2 separate regions of the Triticum aestivum genome follow, and region 1 is linked to region 2. Evidence: chromatin contacts called from public HiCAR-type data. All regions are on one chromosome and are shown on one strand. The core of a region is the stretch at or near the end of the contact, and the rest is flanking DNA. Distances in the headings are between cores, read along the strand shown.

Evidence for each region. HiCAR-type assays count read pairs that join an accessible place to other places.
Region 1: a HiCAR-type map of leaf shows a contact between it and region 2, with 6 times the contacts expected there. The contact joins the promoter of LOC123167374 here to the promoter of LOC123169725 in region 2. A contact is called at or near these places in 1 of 5 Hi-C or Micro-C datasets (leaf) and 1 of 1 datasets of contacts at active chromatin or transcription factors (leaf).

The regions. Positions count from the first base shown.
Region 1 is chr7D:507,389,562-507,393,642 of IWGSC CS RefSeq v2.1, forward strand. LOC123167374 reads right to left here and starts at 2,323. Exons shown (of 1, transcript XM_044585218.1): 1 at 1,374-2,323. The coding sequence starts at 2,295. The coding sequence ends at 1,705.
Region 2 is chr7D:507,136,483-507,140,994 of IWGSC CS RefSeq v2.1, forward strand. LOC123169725 (GRF-interacting factor 1) reads left to right here and starts at 2,438. Exons shown (of 2, transcript XM_044587594.1): 1 at 2,438-2,759; 2 at 2,861-3,376. The coding sequence starts at 2,658. The coding sequence ends at 3,073.

The DNA of each region.
Region 1 (4,081 bases), core at 1,073-3,572, 250 kb after region 2:
AAGGTCCGCCCCATGAACAAAGCCAATGAAAACCCACTTCCGGTCGGGTTGAATCCTGGCGGGTTGTGCGCGCTGAGCCGTCTCAACGATGTTGGTGCAGATGTCCGGCTCAGGCTCTGACTCGTCGATCTTGCCGATGAAAACGTGAATCCCGCCGAAGGGGACCCAGTACCCGTACTCGATTGAGTCGGCTTCGGGGCTCCAGCCAGCGTCGTCGATGTAAACCACCGTGCTCTGGCCCCACGGTAGGCGCCAACTGGCGTCGTGGGTTCAAGCCCCACGGTGGGCGCCAACTGTCGTGGTTTTGTTGCCACAACAAATGTCCTAGCAAAAGGACTTAAGCGTGGAGCCATCGCGACGTTAGTTAACTCGAAGGGGTTGAACGGGACAAGAGACACGAGTTTACCCAGGTTCGGCCCCTCACAACGAGGTAAAAGCCTACGTCCTGCTTCTAGTTGTATTGCTTGAGTATCGATTACAAGGGAGCGAATTCGCTTGACCTAACTTTCGATCAATTGTTTTCTTCCCCCTAACTCGCCGCAGGGTCTCGCCTTTACATACACAGGTCGAGACCCCGAGGCTTACAAGAGTCCAAGTCAGATCACACAACGTGACCAACTTGGTTTCTAAGTCACCCTGCCTTACAAGGCAAGTCATCATCGTGGCTCACACCTTCCGGGTCATGGTCATGTCCGCCGGGTCTTGGGCCTTCAACAAGCCCACCTTGTAAGCCGCCGCCAGTCTTCATGTTCATCTTCTTGGACCTATCTGGGCCTTCTTCATATTGAGTCACCAATGGTATAACCCGGCTCCTCCTAGGCGGGTCATACCTCGGGGTTATATACCCAACAGCCTTGGATGACTTCCACGGTCTGAACAGTTGCGGGAGGTTTACTGGTCGGTGTTGGAGATGCCCTTATACCATTGTTTTCCAGTCACATGAAATAATAACCTTCTGTAGAAGTAGATTGTGAGCCAGGCTTGAGCTTCTCGGCACGCAAGGGCCTCAAGGCTTGCCAAGTTGTTAATGTTGGGGAAGACTATAGCTGAGGATCTCAGGAACAATACCCTTATGATTCATACATATTTTGCAGATGCATCTGACTCCCCATTACGCAAGTCCGCCGTCAACGTTTATTTTGGCCACACACGAGGTGGCTGCCATGATATGTGTTGCCGAATAGGTCTGGGAGGTGCGGGAACTGCCGGTCTTGGACGCTTCAACTCATCAAGCTCGGTAATGTACCTTAACATGTTAAGATTGTAGTTTGCTCCTTCAACAAAGGAGAGATAGACTCACCACCACCTTTGACCATTAGCCTAGCACAATTAAGAAAAGTAGATATATGTCCCTCAAAAGAACAGTAGAAGTATGAACAAATCATATATACAGGACCGCATTTAATTTCCTTTTGTTATCAAATACATGTACACTGGCAAATGAACCAGACGACATTCTCATATACTACTCCTACCTTTTTGAATTTTCCTCACCAACATCGTTGTTCCAAGAAATGGTTAATACTCCCTACGTCCCATAATATAAGAACATTTTTCAAGCTAGGTTAATTTGAAAAACGTTCTTATATTATGGGACGGAGGGAGTAAAAAAAAGACGCCAAAAATCCTATAAAAAGTCTTGTAGTAATTTCCTTCCATTTTTATCACTCGGCGTCGCTTGGCGATGTTCTTATGAGCATTTCGTCACTCGGCATCCTCTTCGATGGTGCTGAGCTGCTTGAGCGCCTTCTTCGCCGGCGGAAATGCCGTCACGGCAGCTTTCTTGCCGATTTTCGCCTGATTACCTGAGGCTTTCACAGAGTACTCCCCGAGGGTCCTCTCGTTCAGCTTCGCGTTGACCTGGGCGTCCACGTCGCCACGCCCGCCCTCGGCGTGCACCGGCGTAACGCGCACCTTCCTGATGCCGGCGCCTCGTCCACGCGGCCGCGCTCTCGCCGCCAGCGCCTCGCTGGCCTGCACCGCCATGGCCGCCATGTCGGCGCTCGAGAGGGGCCGCCCGAGCATCGCCGCGGGGAGCACGAAGTATATCTGGCCGGGACGGAGCAGCTCGCCGCCGCCGAGCGCCGGTACGTCCTCGTCGAAGTAGAGCGCGTCGGAATTGCACAGGAAGAACGAGCCGCCTGCATTGCCTGCGGCGAGGACGTCGGAGACGCTGACAGGGGAGGAGGTGGCGAACTCCGTGAGCGAGCCGTCGGCGGCGATGACGCGGGCCGACGACGGCTGCTGCTGAGGCGCGACGCTGCTCCGGTGGTTGCGAGAGAGACCTGATCCCATCCACGGTTTTCTAAATACGGTTGAATGGTTTTGGTGTTTGGTGACGACTGGACGCGGAAAGAGGATGCATATATAGACCACGCGCCGAACGAACGTGGACGACAGTAGGATAGGAGCCTAGGAGGGACATGGTTGAATCTGGAAACGAATTAAATTAAAATGCACATGCATTTAGCTCCCTTGGTTTTCTGTTATTTGTGAGCTTGTGACTCCTTGATTCTCAGTTTCTCATGGTGACGGATGGAGGACTCCTTTGTTTATTTCTTGTCTTGAGCCAAAGCAAATCTTGTTTTCTTGTACTACCAATTGTATGTTGCACATAGTACCATTAGTTAACATTATTCCAAAGTCAGCCAAAAGGCCGTGGCCAGAAAATATATTTTGCATCCAAGCCAACCTGGCGAATCTTGCTATAGTTTATTTCGTAGTCAAACTGTCAAGCCACAAATTCGCCTGGCCTCTCACCCAAAAAAGAAAGCCACCCGCCTCGTCATGTAAAACAGCACCTCGGTAGGGACCGGGCCGCAAAGTCTCCACGGACGAAGCGCGAGGGAGCCAGGAAAGAAGGGGAGTGACGGAAACAAAAACCAGGGCCGGCCGGGGTCGGCGCGTGGGCGCTGACGCGGCGGCGGACCGAACGCATCGCCGCACCTTGTTTTCTTCTGGATATGTACGTACGTACGTATCATACGACCTACTCCCACGTATAGTAGGTAAAATATATGGTATTTTTTGGTGTCTTATAATTACCGTGCGTTTCGCTGGGTCCGCGTGATTGACTCACGGGCCCGCCACGCACGAAACCGCGGGTTCTCTCTCTCTCGCCTCTGCTGCCGCTTTCCGCTTTTGCGGATGGTGTGCGGCGCGCTGTGCGGCCCGAGCGGCGGCACTGCCGGTCCGGTCAGCCGCCACAGCTGGTGCGCGCTCCACTAGTGCGTATCGTATTCGTATCAGCCTGCAGCCTACGCGACGGGTTTTGCTTTCACTTTCCGGCCGGTTTTTCCTGTTTTGCCGCGCGTACGTGCGCCGTCGTAGCTCGCTAGCTAGGCCGCGCTGAGGGTCACAATGCACGTAAAACCGTGTGCCGCGCAAAACGCACGGTGAAAGAGAAGCGGAAAGCACGGGACGTTTGGTTGGGTTGCGTCTCTTCTTCGTGCGCGCGCTATGATCTTCCGTGCCCGTGCGTGCGTCATGCTTTGCAGCTTGCGAGCATATAGGTATGCCCGTAAAATAAGAAGGAAGGAGTACAGTGCGTGCATTGGATCGGGAGATGGCGCGAAATCCTCGTACCACGTGCAGGGAAGGCTTGATGCCTTGATCGATCTTGCGGCGCCAGGACAGAACGAAATTACTACTACTACTACAGCCATCTCAGACATTGGAGTACCTCGTGCTCCTTGTCCCCGATCGATCGTTGACTCCAACAAACATAATCTCAGACAACCTAGCGCGGCTGTAGCGGATCGGTGGGCGAAGGAAGCAGGTTTCTTGGCGTGGTCCTCTCTCTCCTCATGCGCCCGATCCATCATTCCAGGTTTCTTGGGGTGCAGGTGCGACTCGGTCCCGGTGCCTCTCAGCTTCCAAAATATGTCCGTACTCTGCATGTCCGCGCACGCATCACACCCCTCCCACTTTTTCTTCAGTCGTACTACTAGTAGATGTCTCCGCTTCTTTTTCTTTTTCGAACGTCTAGATGTCTCTGGTTGCATGTACGGGCGTCGTCCTACTGGAGGGGGTACACTTCGAACGGTATTTCTCAACTTTTTTTTTCATGGTAATACGTATC
Region 2 (4,512 bases), core at 1,188-3,687:
CACATTTGCCGCATCATTTGCTAAATGGCACTGGGGTGAGCTGCCAGGAGGAACCCAGTACCGCATAGCTGTCTCCACCGTGCTTCAACCAAGATAATTAAGTATGAGACACCGACTCATCCAACCGAGCTGTACCATCAGTTAATGTTATTGTAAAGACAGCCTGAAGGCGGTGACCAGAAAACAATTTTTGTTTCCAGGTCAACCTGGTGAATGCCATTTTTGGTCAGCCTGGAGTAGTTTATTTGGTAGTCAAACCACAAATACGCCTGGCCTCTCCCCCAAGAAAGAAAGCCACCTGCTTTGTCCTGTAAAATAGCACCTCCGCAGGGACTCGGTCGCAAAGTCCACGGACGAGAACGATTCAATTCAACCAGGAGTCCAGGACGGAAACAAAAACCAGGGCCGGCTGGGCTGATGGGGTCGGCGCGTGGGTGCTGACGCGGCGGCGAACCTAACGCATCGCCGCACCTTGTTTTCTTTTGAGGCAATAGCACCGCAGGTCCCTGAACTTGTCATGGAGGTAATGGTTTGATCCTCAAACTTGAAAAAGGTGATTATTTGGTCCTTGAACTTGTTATGGAAGTGCAAGTTTGGTCCTGAGCGAATCACAGCTCGTCAAGTGGAGCCAGCTGGGCTAGGTCGGTCAGCGCCGTGCATTTTGCAGTTTGCCTCCTGCCTTTAGCACTAATCAACCCGCACTACCCACCTGAATTAACTCTTATTATTCTTGACCCCCTCTTATTATTCTTGCTGCCTATTCTTCTCCCCATCCTAAAGTCTAGTCTAGATACCCTTCATGTGTATTTTTATATTGAGATCTGTTATCCATGGTCCCTCACGCCTGATTTCATCTTCAGTTCAAACTGTTGCTGTCTTTCTTGTCCCCTTCTATCATTTCCTCCCTTCTCGCAAAAATCCTACTATTTTCAGCTTGTTTTGGTCGGTGCCGCGGCGCCCATGATCACGCCAGTATTTTTGGCAAAGTAGTAACCATGCCAGGCCTGCGTTCCCTGCATCTGGCCTGGCAAACCGCCATTAAATCTTGCCCCCCTTTTCTTAGCAGGTGCATCATATGCAATCTTCTATCAAAGGAAACGAGTTCATGATCTGGTCCAAGTTCATGTGGGTAGTAGGAATGTAGGTTCGCTTGTGCCATTGGTATTTGACTGCTAGGTCCCTAAAGTTGGCTTCACGGCTGTGCGCTTGTCCTTGCCTTGCACAGTTCCAACGCCCAAGGAACTTTTTTATGTTAGTAACACATTTCAGTCAAGGCATATCTTGAATACTACTGAATACAACTGTAGGGTTATTGACAGGATCTGTCGGCCGTGACAGTTTATCAAGCACAGGAGACGTTCCAAGATTGCCCAGCTTGGCTGTTAAAAAACAGTTGATTAGCTTAATCGGTCCGTGCTAATCCATAGTTAACGTGTTAGAGTTCGATTGCACTTGGGAACCAAGACTAGGTAAGAATAGATGCATATCTTTTGTTTCTATCGCGTAGCACTGACGAGAGACAAGTGTCAGCTATTTACTGGGATGTGAGATCGAGGCTCTGGAATTGTCATGCTAGATTTCAGACTGAAACCCAAGCAAACAAAAAACATGTGATCATCCAAGGAGGCAGTTTTTTTAAGCACGTTGGTTATTATATTAGCCTGGCCACAGATGCTTGGTGAGCTCTGAAATGTATCTCTTCTTTCTTCAGAGACTTAGATTGATGGACGTACAGAAAGCTACATAAGCTATACGAAAATTATATCCCAGTCTATTCTTTCTTCAGAGACTTAGATTGATGGAGTACTGTTCAGACGACTCACGAGTAGCAAAATCGCAAATGTAAGAGATTTTCTTTAAAAAATATTCTGACGCCTTGTGGTATTCTTTGTTACCTATCTTGTCGAAAAGATCATCATATTATCTTCCTTCTGAACCATACGTATACATCAGTAGAATTTGAGTTGCTCACTTCTTTCGGTACAACAGTTTCTTGTATTTTGTCATGAAACAGTGCAGTGGGCTCTGAAATGCATGAAAATGTATTAGGTATCTGGTTGCGTTTCTGATGTGGCCTCAGATCTTTAAAAAATATTCTGATGCCTTGTGGAATTCTGTGTTTCCTATCTTGTCAAAAAGATGGGCATATTATCTCCCCTCTGAAGTCTGAACCATACGTATACATCAGTAGGAGCTGAATTGCTCACTTCTTTCGGTACAGCAGTTTTCGGTATTCAGTCCTGAAACAGTACATTAGGCCCTTCCGGTCCAGCCAACTTATAGGAAAAACGAAGCAAAGATCAGGGCCAATGGATTCAACATCAACTGACGGAAATGTGCATTTGCACCTAATAATTCATGGAAGACTGTAGTTCTTAGCAACATCGTTTCAGAGATTAGAGACACTCACAAATGCTGCATAGTACTGCATCACAGCTGGGTGCCAACACCTCCATGTTCTGGATGTTTTCCCATATCAGTCAGTAGAGCACAGCATATGAAAACACAAGCATCTATTATCAATTAGGTGCCAGACAGGAGATTAGGGTGTTGCATGCACAGATACAAAAGATCTACTGCCAACAGCCTATCCTATCAAGCCCTTGCCCAACAGGCTACAGCTCCGGCACGCTGGGCCTTGTTTTGCCTAGCACTTAATGCTGCGGTGCTGCAGGAACCAAGCTAAGCTCCAGCAGAACCTCATGTACCTCGCCGCCATCGCAGCCAGCCAGCCGCCGCAGACAGCGTCGCTGTCTCAGGTGAGTTCTCGTTGAGGCTGGCCTTGTTGCGGTTCTTGTTTTTCTGGAGTTGTTGGACGCCTGAATGAATCTCTTGATCGCTTTGGCGTGGTTGCGCGCAGTACCCGTCCAACCTGATGATGCAGTCCGAGCCGCGGTACATGCCGCAGCAGTCGGCGCAGATGATGTCGCCGCAGTCGCCGATGGCGGCGCGGTCGTCGATGATGTACGCGCAGCAGGCCATCTCGCCCCTCCAGCAGCAGCAGCAGCAGCACAAGGCGGCCGTGCACGGCCAGCTGGGGATGTCCTCCGGCACGACCACCGGGTCACGGTGAGGCCAGCATGGGCGGCGGCGGCGGCGACATGGCCTGCAGGTGGATAGTGCGGGTTGATTAGGGCTAAAGGCAGGGGGCAAACTGCAAAATGCGCGGCGCTGACCGGCCCAGCCCAGCTGGCTCCACTTGGCGAGCTGTGATTCACCCAGGACCAAACTTGCACTTCCATGACAAGTTCAAGGACCAAATAATCAGCCTTTTCAAGTTTGAGGACCAAACCATCACCTCCATGACAAGTTCAGGGACCTGCAGTGCTATTACCTCTTTTCTTTTGGATATGTACGTACGTATGACCTGGAGTACTCTACGTATTTGGGTTTTACGAATATACCTAGCACTACTTTCCTCTTGTACGTTTTCGGCCCGCGTGAGTGACTCACGGGCCCGTCACGCACGAAACCGCGGGTCCTCTCTCTGCCTCCGCCGCTTTTCGCTTTCATCACTGGTGCGGCGCGCTGTGCGCCCCGAGCGGCGGCCCTGCCGGTCCGGTCGGTCGCCAGAGCTGGTGCGCACTCCACTAGGGCGTATCGTATTCGTATCTACGTATCAGCCTACAGCCTACGCGACGCGACGCGACGTGTTTGCTTTCACTTTCCGGCCGGTTTCTCCTGCTTCGGGACGAGAAATGCCATGCATGCAGATGCGGTGCGGTTGTGCTACTGCCTGGCTGCGCCGCATTTCATTTTCTAAAAAGTGTGCGATCAGTAGACTCGACGGGATTTTCTAAAACGTTGTGCTACTGCCTGGCACCACGTGCGGGAGGGAGCAGGCTTGATCGATCTTGCGGCGCGAGGACAGAACGGAATTAGCGTACCGCGTACGTCGACTGCCTCGTGCTCCCTGTCCCCGATCGATCGTTGACTCCGAGCATCACGGCCAGCCTAGCGCGGCTGTAGCGGATCGGACGGCCGGCGAAGCAGGTCTCTTCGCGTGGTCCATTCCACGTTTTTGTCGTGGCCAACGTAGAGTAGAGGGTCCAGTGTTCGATCAACGGCAACGATAAAATAATATACTGTAGTACTTGTACTCCCACATTTCTTTCCCACATGGGGCATGGCCGCATGGGCTGCAAGTGTGTGACGCGGTCGTGCTTCTCAGCTCCGAGAATGCACCGCTGCCCGTACTCTGCATGAACCCGCACGTATCTATCACAGTATCGCGCCGTTCACACCTTGTCTTCAGTCGCAGCACTCTCCGCTTGCAAATACGTACGGACGTCCAACTAGAGGTGGTACATTTCCAATGGTATTTGGCCACCTGACGCGGTGACGCGACTCAAATCAAGGACCGCCGGCCGTCGTCGACTCATCATACCACCTATGGTACGGAGCTCCCTGGAAACGGAAAGTTAAGAGCATCTCCAGCCGTTGCCCCCCCGCGCCTAAAATAGCCGCCTGGGGGCGAGCCGACGCAAAAAAAAAGCCTGGGGCGAGTTGGTC